2 separate regions of the Gasterosteus aculeatus genome follow, and region 2 is linked to region 1. Evidence: chromatin contacts called from public Hi-C data. All regions are on one chromosome and are shown on one strand. Each heading gives the region's core, a stretch centred on a gene start, on an enhancer-like site or on the middle of the called end of the contact. The rest is flanking DNA. Distances are from core to core; before and after follow the strand shown.

The links. A called contact is a pair of places that touch in the nucleus more often than the background predicts.
Region 2: a contact with region 1 is called in a Hi-C map of liver, with 7 times the contacts expected there. The contact joins the enhancer-like site here to the promoter of slitrk6 in region 1. A contact is called at or near these places in 5 of 6 Hi-C or Micro-C datasets (liver, skeletal muscle, tail fin and 1 more).

Annotation. Positions count from the first base shown.
Region 1 is chr1:25,224,704-25,228,964 of fGasAcu3.hap1.1, forward strand. It overlaps slitrk6 (SLIT and NTRK-like family, member 6), which reads left to right and starts at 1,721. Exons shown (of 2, transcript XM_040187383.2): 1 at 1,721-2,241.
Region 2 is chr1:25,329,502-25,333,657 of fGasAcu3.hap1.1, forward strand. No RefSeq gene overlaps it. Among protein-coding and RNA genes, the nearest start is that of LOC144405495, 39 kb to the right of the region's middle. Within about 2 kb of position 1,745, at least 3 of the 9 cell types and tissues checked have open chromatin away from gene starts, as enhancers often do.

The sequences.
Region 1 (4,261 bases), core at 471-2,970:
AAAATCGACAGAAGGGCGCCCATGGTATTAAAAAAAAAAACAGCTCTCATGAATAGAATTAATTCAGCATCAGCGTCGAGAGCCTTAACCAAATCCAATGCATGACAAGTCTCTTTAAATATTTTGTTGCTGTGCATACACTTAAACTATGGCACATCCAACAGAAGAAAAAAAAAACATGGACCAGAGCTATGAAGCGAAATGCAAGGCGTGACATTGTGTTTGAACGTTGAAGCATTTAAAGCTTTAAACGACTGCTACACAGGGGTCATGTTTTGTAGACTGACAGGAATGTAACATCGCACCGGTTCCCTGCTCTCTTTTTTTATTTTATCCTCTCAAAAAGCACCACTGAAGACCAACAAGCACCATTCACTTTACCCGGAAAAGGTTGACTGTTAAAGTCCCATCTGCACGGGTTGTATTTTTTTAGGCCCACCTCATTTTGTGTTTGGACAACAGATAAGTGAAAAGATTGAGATGACGGGTACCCACACCTCGTTGTCCCGGTCCACAATGGCAAACACAAAACAGATATTGCTCTCCTCTCTGTCTTATTTGCCATTAGTCAGTTTGATAAGGCACCCAGATTGCTTTGGAACAGCACATAAAGAACTTACTGACAAAAGTGATTGGTGGCTTTTTGTGACCTTCATTAACTGGAAGGCCACTGAAAGGACACAGTGTATTTACTCTGAAAGAGAGCGAAGCAGGGGGAGTTATTGGGAGAGTGACATTGCAAAAGACTCCAACGCTTTTAAGACGTTATCACCGTCATTAAAGAGGCATGCACGGTCAACTATTGATTTTTCCTTCAATACATCAAACTAGAAACACACCCGGGTGCGTGGTGAACCTTTTCCATTACAAGTGTTTCCAAGGTTGTCATTTTTCCCTTTAGACTTCCTTAACCCGAACCCTAACCACCTCGATCTGGGTTGAATTACCTGCAAGGACTTGCTCCGTCAGTCAGGGTTTACATGCAGACGAATCAGTGGCTATGTGTTGTTCTGATTAATCAAAGCTGGAGCCGCCTTGCCATTCAAAAGACACAGACCAGCTTGAACACTCAAAATGGAACGTGTGCAATATATGCATGTGTCTGTGCTGAAAGAATTAGCTGCTGCACAATTAAACACCCTCCCTCATAAGGCCTGCCTCTTTTTGTATTTTGTTTTCGGAGTTGTTTTAAATTGTATTTGCCGACTAGGTCTTTATTTTGGAGCATTGCTTCCATCGTGCAGCAGCCAGGCTATTTAAAGCTCCTCAGTGCAAATGCTCCTTTTCTTTAAGCATTGTAAGAAAGCAGAGGAGGAGCTCTGTTAAACTGCTACAGAGTTGTCCCAGTTGTACCATCAACAGCCATACATAGACCGGGAAATCCCGGAAGTTGAGTGACTTTTCCATCCTAAATAAAATTCCAGAACATTTGGTTGGGAAGCAGAAACACATTTTCATTCACTAAATATAGTATTATTTTACTTTACAGGAAATTGTTTAGTCTATATAATCCCTTCCATTTTAGTCTAATTGTGAGATAAAAACCCATAATAACAAAAGAAAAAAAACTCTTATAAATTCAAAGGAGCCTGTGTTCTTTTTAGCTCTGGGCTTTTATTTTGAAAGACACCATGAGAACTCCCTACATGTATTGTGGCTGACTTCATGCATCTTCCAGTCTCGGTCGTCCACCTTCTACAGCATGCAAATTGCGGAGCAACTCCAACGTATCGCAGATTGGTTTAACCACGCAGAGCGCGCGGCGCGGCGCATGAGCTGGACCCGGTGCGCGCCCCTCATCCTTCCGAGTGGCCCGTAAGAGAAGGGACAACGGAGTGGGTTTTAATCACAGCCGTGTGTTGTTGTCCCCGTGGAGCGCGTCTAAAAACTTAATCCTAATTAATTCTGAGGAGGCTGCGGCGAGGAGGGCGACGCTCGATCATCCCGGGACCGGAGAGAAGAAACCCTCTCCGCGAGCTCCTCGCGCAAAGGGAATAATCAGTGTCTTACAGCCTCCAGGAGAAAAAAAAAAGACAGTGGACCCGAGAGGACAATTGTGGACTGACGGATCCTGTGAAGTTTCTTTATGTGTCAGCTTGTTTCTTTTTCTTCTTTTTTAAGGGACCGGAGGGTGTTTTAGAGGTTATTCCCTCTCCGGTGCATCGGTTCCTCTCGCGTACTGATGGACTGAGTACGGTGACATTTGGAATAGCATCCTCCTGTTTTCATCTGTTTTAGACGGTAAGCCACAAAAAGCATTCATTTCTGTAGTTACTTGTTTTAATTGACTAGGTGTTTTGTATGGAAGTTTTTTTTTTAATCATCTTGTATAATAATAATACAAGTCTCAAGGAATCCAGGTGTCCATCACGGGCTGGTTGCAACTACATTCCTATAAAATGCACAGTACCGTATATGGACTGACGGGTCCACATAACGCGATCACCAGCATGATTTAACAAGAAGTCCTGTCAAAAAAAAAAAGTGCCTGGAACTGACAAGAGAGAGAGAGAGAGAGAGAGGCGGGGTGCGCACGGAGTTTTCCTGAGGGGGCTCCATTACCTCGCGCACACCTGGCCGCTTGCCACCCGCAGTTACTGTATCCTACGCGTATGTTAATCGGGATCGGTGATGTGCCCACACGCTGCGCAACTCCGAGTGGGCTCTATTTCCCCTTTAGCGTCGCTCCATACGGATCCTCCGCGTACGAGCGTGCGTAAACACCGTCGGTGGTCGCAGGTGTGCTTAATGAGGACCGCATCACGACTGGACGCCAGCCGAGTCATTTTCATTTTTTCTAAATCAAGCATATCTTGGGTGCTCGTGGTCGCGCCACACAGCGTTTTTGACGTTAAGCATATATTTGGTTGCATTGAAGATTGGGATAGATTAAATGCCACATACAAGTCGAATTTAATCAGTCACCCCCAAACCCCACAATGCAGGGTTATATTCCCACTTAAATACAAGTTAATTAGGGGGAGAAGAACAGTATAATTATCTGTTAATTGTGAATTGCATATTGAGTTAGGGTCCTAATTATTTGCTTCGATGCATCGCTGGTTAATAGTATAGTTATAATCCCCCCATGCCATAAATGCGGGCCGTTCCAGCCTCCTGTGCCTGAACAGCACTAGATAAATTATTGATGGAGGGTTTGCGGGCCAATTTAACGTATCGTTCAAAAGGGGTGATTCACACAAGAGAGTTTTGTACGCTGCTAATTGCTCATGTTCCAGCTTTCTCATGTTGACAAGATGTCCGCAAATATGTACTTAAATTCATTTTAAGACTGCTGCGGGCTCAATGCCAATAAACAACCATTATGGATTGGACCCCAACTAAACATATGGCCTCGCAGTGAATGAGAGCACAGATGCGTTTTTGAATAGGCGTCAATGCAATGTGTGAATCCGACCGGGGAGCCGGGAAATTGGTGACTGGTGAGGGTAGTCTGCTGTTTTTAGAGCGAGGGGGCTTTGTGAAACTTTATTAAAGCACACTACTTTCGCACAGAGGGAGCCCGCGGACACATACTGCAGAGCCGCTGCCTCCTCTGTGACATGGAGAAAGCACCGCGAGCCTACGGAATATTGAATCACCCTCCCAAAAAAAAAAAAATGAAAAAGGGTCTGAAACTAGGGGCAGGGGAGTTGAACCATCTCTTGCCTCCTGAGTGGGAGGATGTCATAATCATCATCTCTCCTAGGATGGCGGTGGAGGACCCGCGGGTGCTGGCGGGGACTCTCTGCAGATATGTGGGTGTAGAGGTGGTGTCGACCCTGCAGGGCAGGCCGCATCACTTCCGATACAGAGGAGCGAAGGGACAAGTCCTGGCCATAATAATTGGTGGCGGGGAACACTGCAAGGCGCTCCGGGGAAAGTTGATGGACAGTCAGAGCCTCGTGCACGTACACAAGCAGTGGTAGGGGGGAGGACAACACGCGTGCACAGAGGCAGTAGAGTGCAGGGGGCCTCTTATCTGCTATCCCACGTCAGGCTGGACGGAACGACCCCCAGCTGGACACAACAGGTCTCGCTATCTTGCTTTCTTCTCGCGGTCTCTAACCCAGGGGTTAGCGGACGAGGAGGCTGAGCAAAATCGGCCCGACTTTAAATATTAATGGAGGCACGCCAGTGTTGGGTGGTGACCTCCAAGTGAATAAGAAAGTCCCTCCTGTGCTGCTAAGCCAGGTCGGTTGTATTACCTGCTTTGTGTGTTGCAGTACGGCTTAGAGCAAATTGGTGTAAACGAGCAGGG
Region 2 (4,156 bases), core at 495-2,994, 100 kb after region 1:
TTGGTGGCGGGATCACCAGTTTACTTCTTCCACTTAGTCACCGTGGAGAGATGGGGGGGGGGGGGGGGGGGGGTATCTGAACCGAGACACATGCGATACTCTTAGCGGCTCTCACAAAAGGGCATCAAGAGACACCCAGGTGGCTGATGCTCTGGGGCTCCTTTAGTAAGTGGCTGACAACGGATTTTCAATGCCCCCCCCCCTCCTCTTGGCCTGCTGGAGTGAAAAGTGTTTTCAGCTTCGACAAGACCGAAAACTGTTTAAGTGCCTAAATCCTATTAATCTGCCGGTTACAGAAATCCTTTTATTACTCTGCTGAATTAGCTCGGTGGTCTTTAATCCCGTGACAATGAGTGCGCCCACCCAACACGTGTACAGATCTTTGTTTGACAAAGAACGCCAATAGAGACCTACAATTACGTTTGACTCATTGACAAGGAGAGGAGAAGTTATGTAATCCCCATTGGCTATGCTGATTATCATGAAGGGATGTCAGGTGAAAAGCAAGATGAGGATCATGTGTTCATGCCAAATTTGCTAAAACATTTGGAAACTTCTTGGTAAACCTTGCAGATATGCACATAATTATGATAATGTATGCAGGACTTTGTGGTTTTGGTGGATTTTACAGAAAGGAAATCTTAATAATTCCTGCATCAGTCATTTCTTAGTCAACAAAATAGGTTGAGTGGCTGAAACTACGAACACAATATTCTGAATAATTCAACAGAGAATTAAAAGAGACTGACTGAACAATAATGATGGACAGGTAAATAAAGAATATGATGACTTTTAGTCATTAATATGGTTCCAAACCACTTGAGCCTACATTTCCCCTAATGCTACTCACTTTTTCCTTAAGCCTTTAAATATGAATCGGCAGACTCGGGGCACAAACCCTTATGACATGGTGAGACTTCAGAGAGCTCTGGCTGACTAGGACTCCCCACGACAAGGAGGCTGATCTCAAAAGGGTGAAATGGAATTGCCCGAGTGCCTCTTTACCCTTCTGAGCATCGTTTCTTCATGCAGCTCTTATCAGTTTTTACAGTGGTGTTTTTTGAAGGCAATGCAATATAGCAACACGTTGTCATTACACTGACTGCAGTTCTGTTTTAACAGATGAAAAAAAAACTGTGGGTAAATTGGGATGCAGGTGTGACGGATCACTTCACAGTTGGAAGATGACCTCTGCAGTACACACGTACCCAAAAGCTCACCGCCGCAGTATCATTTTAGCTTACTTCTGCAACTCAGCATGTCCATATTGAAGTCTGAAGACGTCTCCAACCAGGACAATTTGACTAATTGGGTCTTTATGTTTCACGCTGTGGACAGAAGATGAATTGATGCTATCGGGACAGCATCAATTTCCAGCCCCCCCACACTCCCCCTCCCTCTGCCTGCACTAACTACCCGACCCATCCAGTGATCAATCTATTAAGAATTATCTCACACAACTTCAAAACATCCAAACAGCCCCTTTCACCCCGACTGTGTTTTGTTAGTTTGGTTAATGTAATCGACTTTTATAACAGAGTATTGCATCCAAATATATTCTTCATTAAATATGTAATATAGATTTACATCATCCGGGGAGAAAAAGTTTCTTCCTGGAGTCATTTGACTTGTCAGTGACCTTTTGGGGAGAAGCCAGAAAAACAACTCCTCGAATAACAAACGAGTCATACCGTTGCTTCAAAGGGAGACAAAATGCGCCGACACACAGCCGGTGTGCATGTGCGCACACGTCCAAAGCCTCGTGCACTGGAGCGGCTGTACCAGTGATGCAGGCAGTCCACGATTTATTCCCTCTGCTAGACAGGATTTGGTGTCATTTTGAAGAAAATCTCCCCGGAGTGGCATGTTGTACAGATAAGGTCATGCAGGGAGTTAGCTCAAAACCTCTGCTCAAAAAAAATTGCGCGTGCAGATTTTCACCCTTCAAAAAAGAAAATGATTAAACTCAGAAGTCAGAGCGCTAATCTACAATGTCCAGATGACTCGGACTGTGTGATTTTATTATTTATGATTATTTTATTTGCTTGGTCGGGGGTATTTGAATACATTTCTGCCGCCAAAAATAACATAAGCTCAGTTTTTAATTTTAAAAAGGAGATAAAAACAGAGCTCCGTCACGCCGCGCACACACACCGTGGCTGTTTCCAAAGCAATGACGGACGGGATTTACCGTTGGAACAACCTTTTTTTCTAACTAAATAATTCTCGATGTAATGCCAGCACCCTCAGTGATTTCTCCATATGTGCATGATGTGTTTTTACAGGATAAATGAAATGAACCAAATAAAATCTGACTCATAAAAAAAAAAAAAGGCCTGTGGGCTTCCTGGTGGCTCAGCTGGCAATCACACGTGACATTGTTTTTTGACTCCGGCCAACAATGGCAATGATCACATGAGCCACGGAAAAGCCTGTGGTCACTGCGAAGTAGGACAGAAGGCCGCTGATCTGAAGTCAGCGGCATCACAAAACAAGGGCTTGAATAACTCGTTTTCTCCGGCGCTCTATTTGAAACCCGAATGGGACGTCTCTCAGCTCCATACGGCTGCACCTCTCAAGTGAGGCAGATAATGAATAGATAATCGCGCCTTTGTAGGCACCAACAACAACAACAACGGCATAGAAAAAAAAACTGCTCATCTTTGCAACTCTCCGCTCATTATCCCGGCAATCTGAGAAAATAAGGGCCATTTGTGAAAACATCTCACGATGAGGGAAGCGTGCAAAGCATCCGTTTTGTTCGGCAGACGGCGGATAGGAGGACACGGTGTTGAAATGCAGGGAGCACATCTACGGCCGAGATCAGCGTGCACTAAACGACGGAGGCCTTTTGGTACCTCCCGTAAGAGCAGAGCAACCAGCAGATTCTACTCCTCGGAGACAGGTCAACAGAAAGTGGCCGCAACGGTCCGTCCTCACTTTCCCATCATGCAACAGTGTGCGTATTACCCCACACCCGTGTCGAACCCCACGCCTCGTTTTGTCACAATGCTGCTTTAATTACTTTGGCTTTACTGCAAGCCGCCAGCTGGAGCCGCCGCCGTGACGAGTATCCGCTCAAAGCGTTTTTCCGGTGCGCTGAGCGGATGCTGTTTGCACTCCGACTTGTGACCGTGGACGGCAGATGGAAGCTAGCCTTCTCGCCTGACTATTGTTTTTTTCGGTTCCCTGCAGTTTATCAATGGGCATTGTCTGTGCAAAAACATCTGGCGTTCTCACCGAACTTCCTGCACACACAAAAACATACAAATAGCTTGTACTCGTCCTCTTGTTGGGAAGAGGAACCTGCCGTAACGGTGGCAATTAAAACTCCATTTGGAGCAATTACAATATTATTTATAGCTCTCATTTTTGGAAGCGGCATATAGGCGAATCGGCAGCTCCTGCCAGCCGCGGGGCGGCTCCGGCCCGGAGAGAAAACGGCTCTGCGGTCTGCTAAATGACGCCTCCGACACCTGCCAGGCAGCAGGTGAGGGGACGCTGATACCCGTTATCGGGCTTCCTGGAGGCGCGTTGGCCCTAATTCGATGCCACGCGTGTTTTGGGTGTGACCATCTGTGACGGTTTTCAAAACAAGTTCCAAAGTCACGGTGAAGAGCACAGGTACCCCCGGAAAAAAAACAAAACGCTGCTGTGGTCGCAGTGAGATTTGGATCCAACAAGTCGAGGTCAACCCTGCGCTTCCCTTTGCGTCGCCTCCGACCCCGTCGCCGAGTCGCGATCAGACCCCGGTTTAGTAGCTGTCACGTTGTTTACAGCCGAGGCTTTCGCCTCACTCGTTTCTTAATCCTTTCTCCTCCCCGCTCTCTGATAGGAACGCACGCACAGCATTATCAGTCTCTCTCAATAAAAGTGCCCTCACTTTTCACTTTGATGTTCAGAGGGCAGGATGCCCGCTCTCTCTCTCTCTCCCTTCTTTTTGTCTGTGCTATAAAATGACATCAGTGGTGTTTATGACTTGTGGAAAGCTCTCTGGGATAAACCGTGAGGGGGAAAAAACAGCCTGTGTGTAAACCGTGTTATGGAGCCATTTGGCGTGAACGGAGAAGGTGGCTTTTTGACGCTGGCTGGTTAACAACAGAGAAACCGTTGAAAGACATCCACATGTGTTGGACAAGCGTGTTTGTTTCACCAG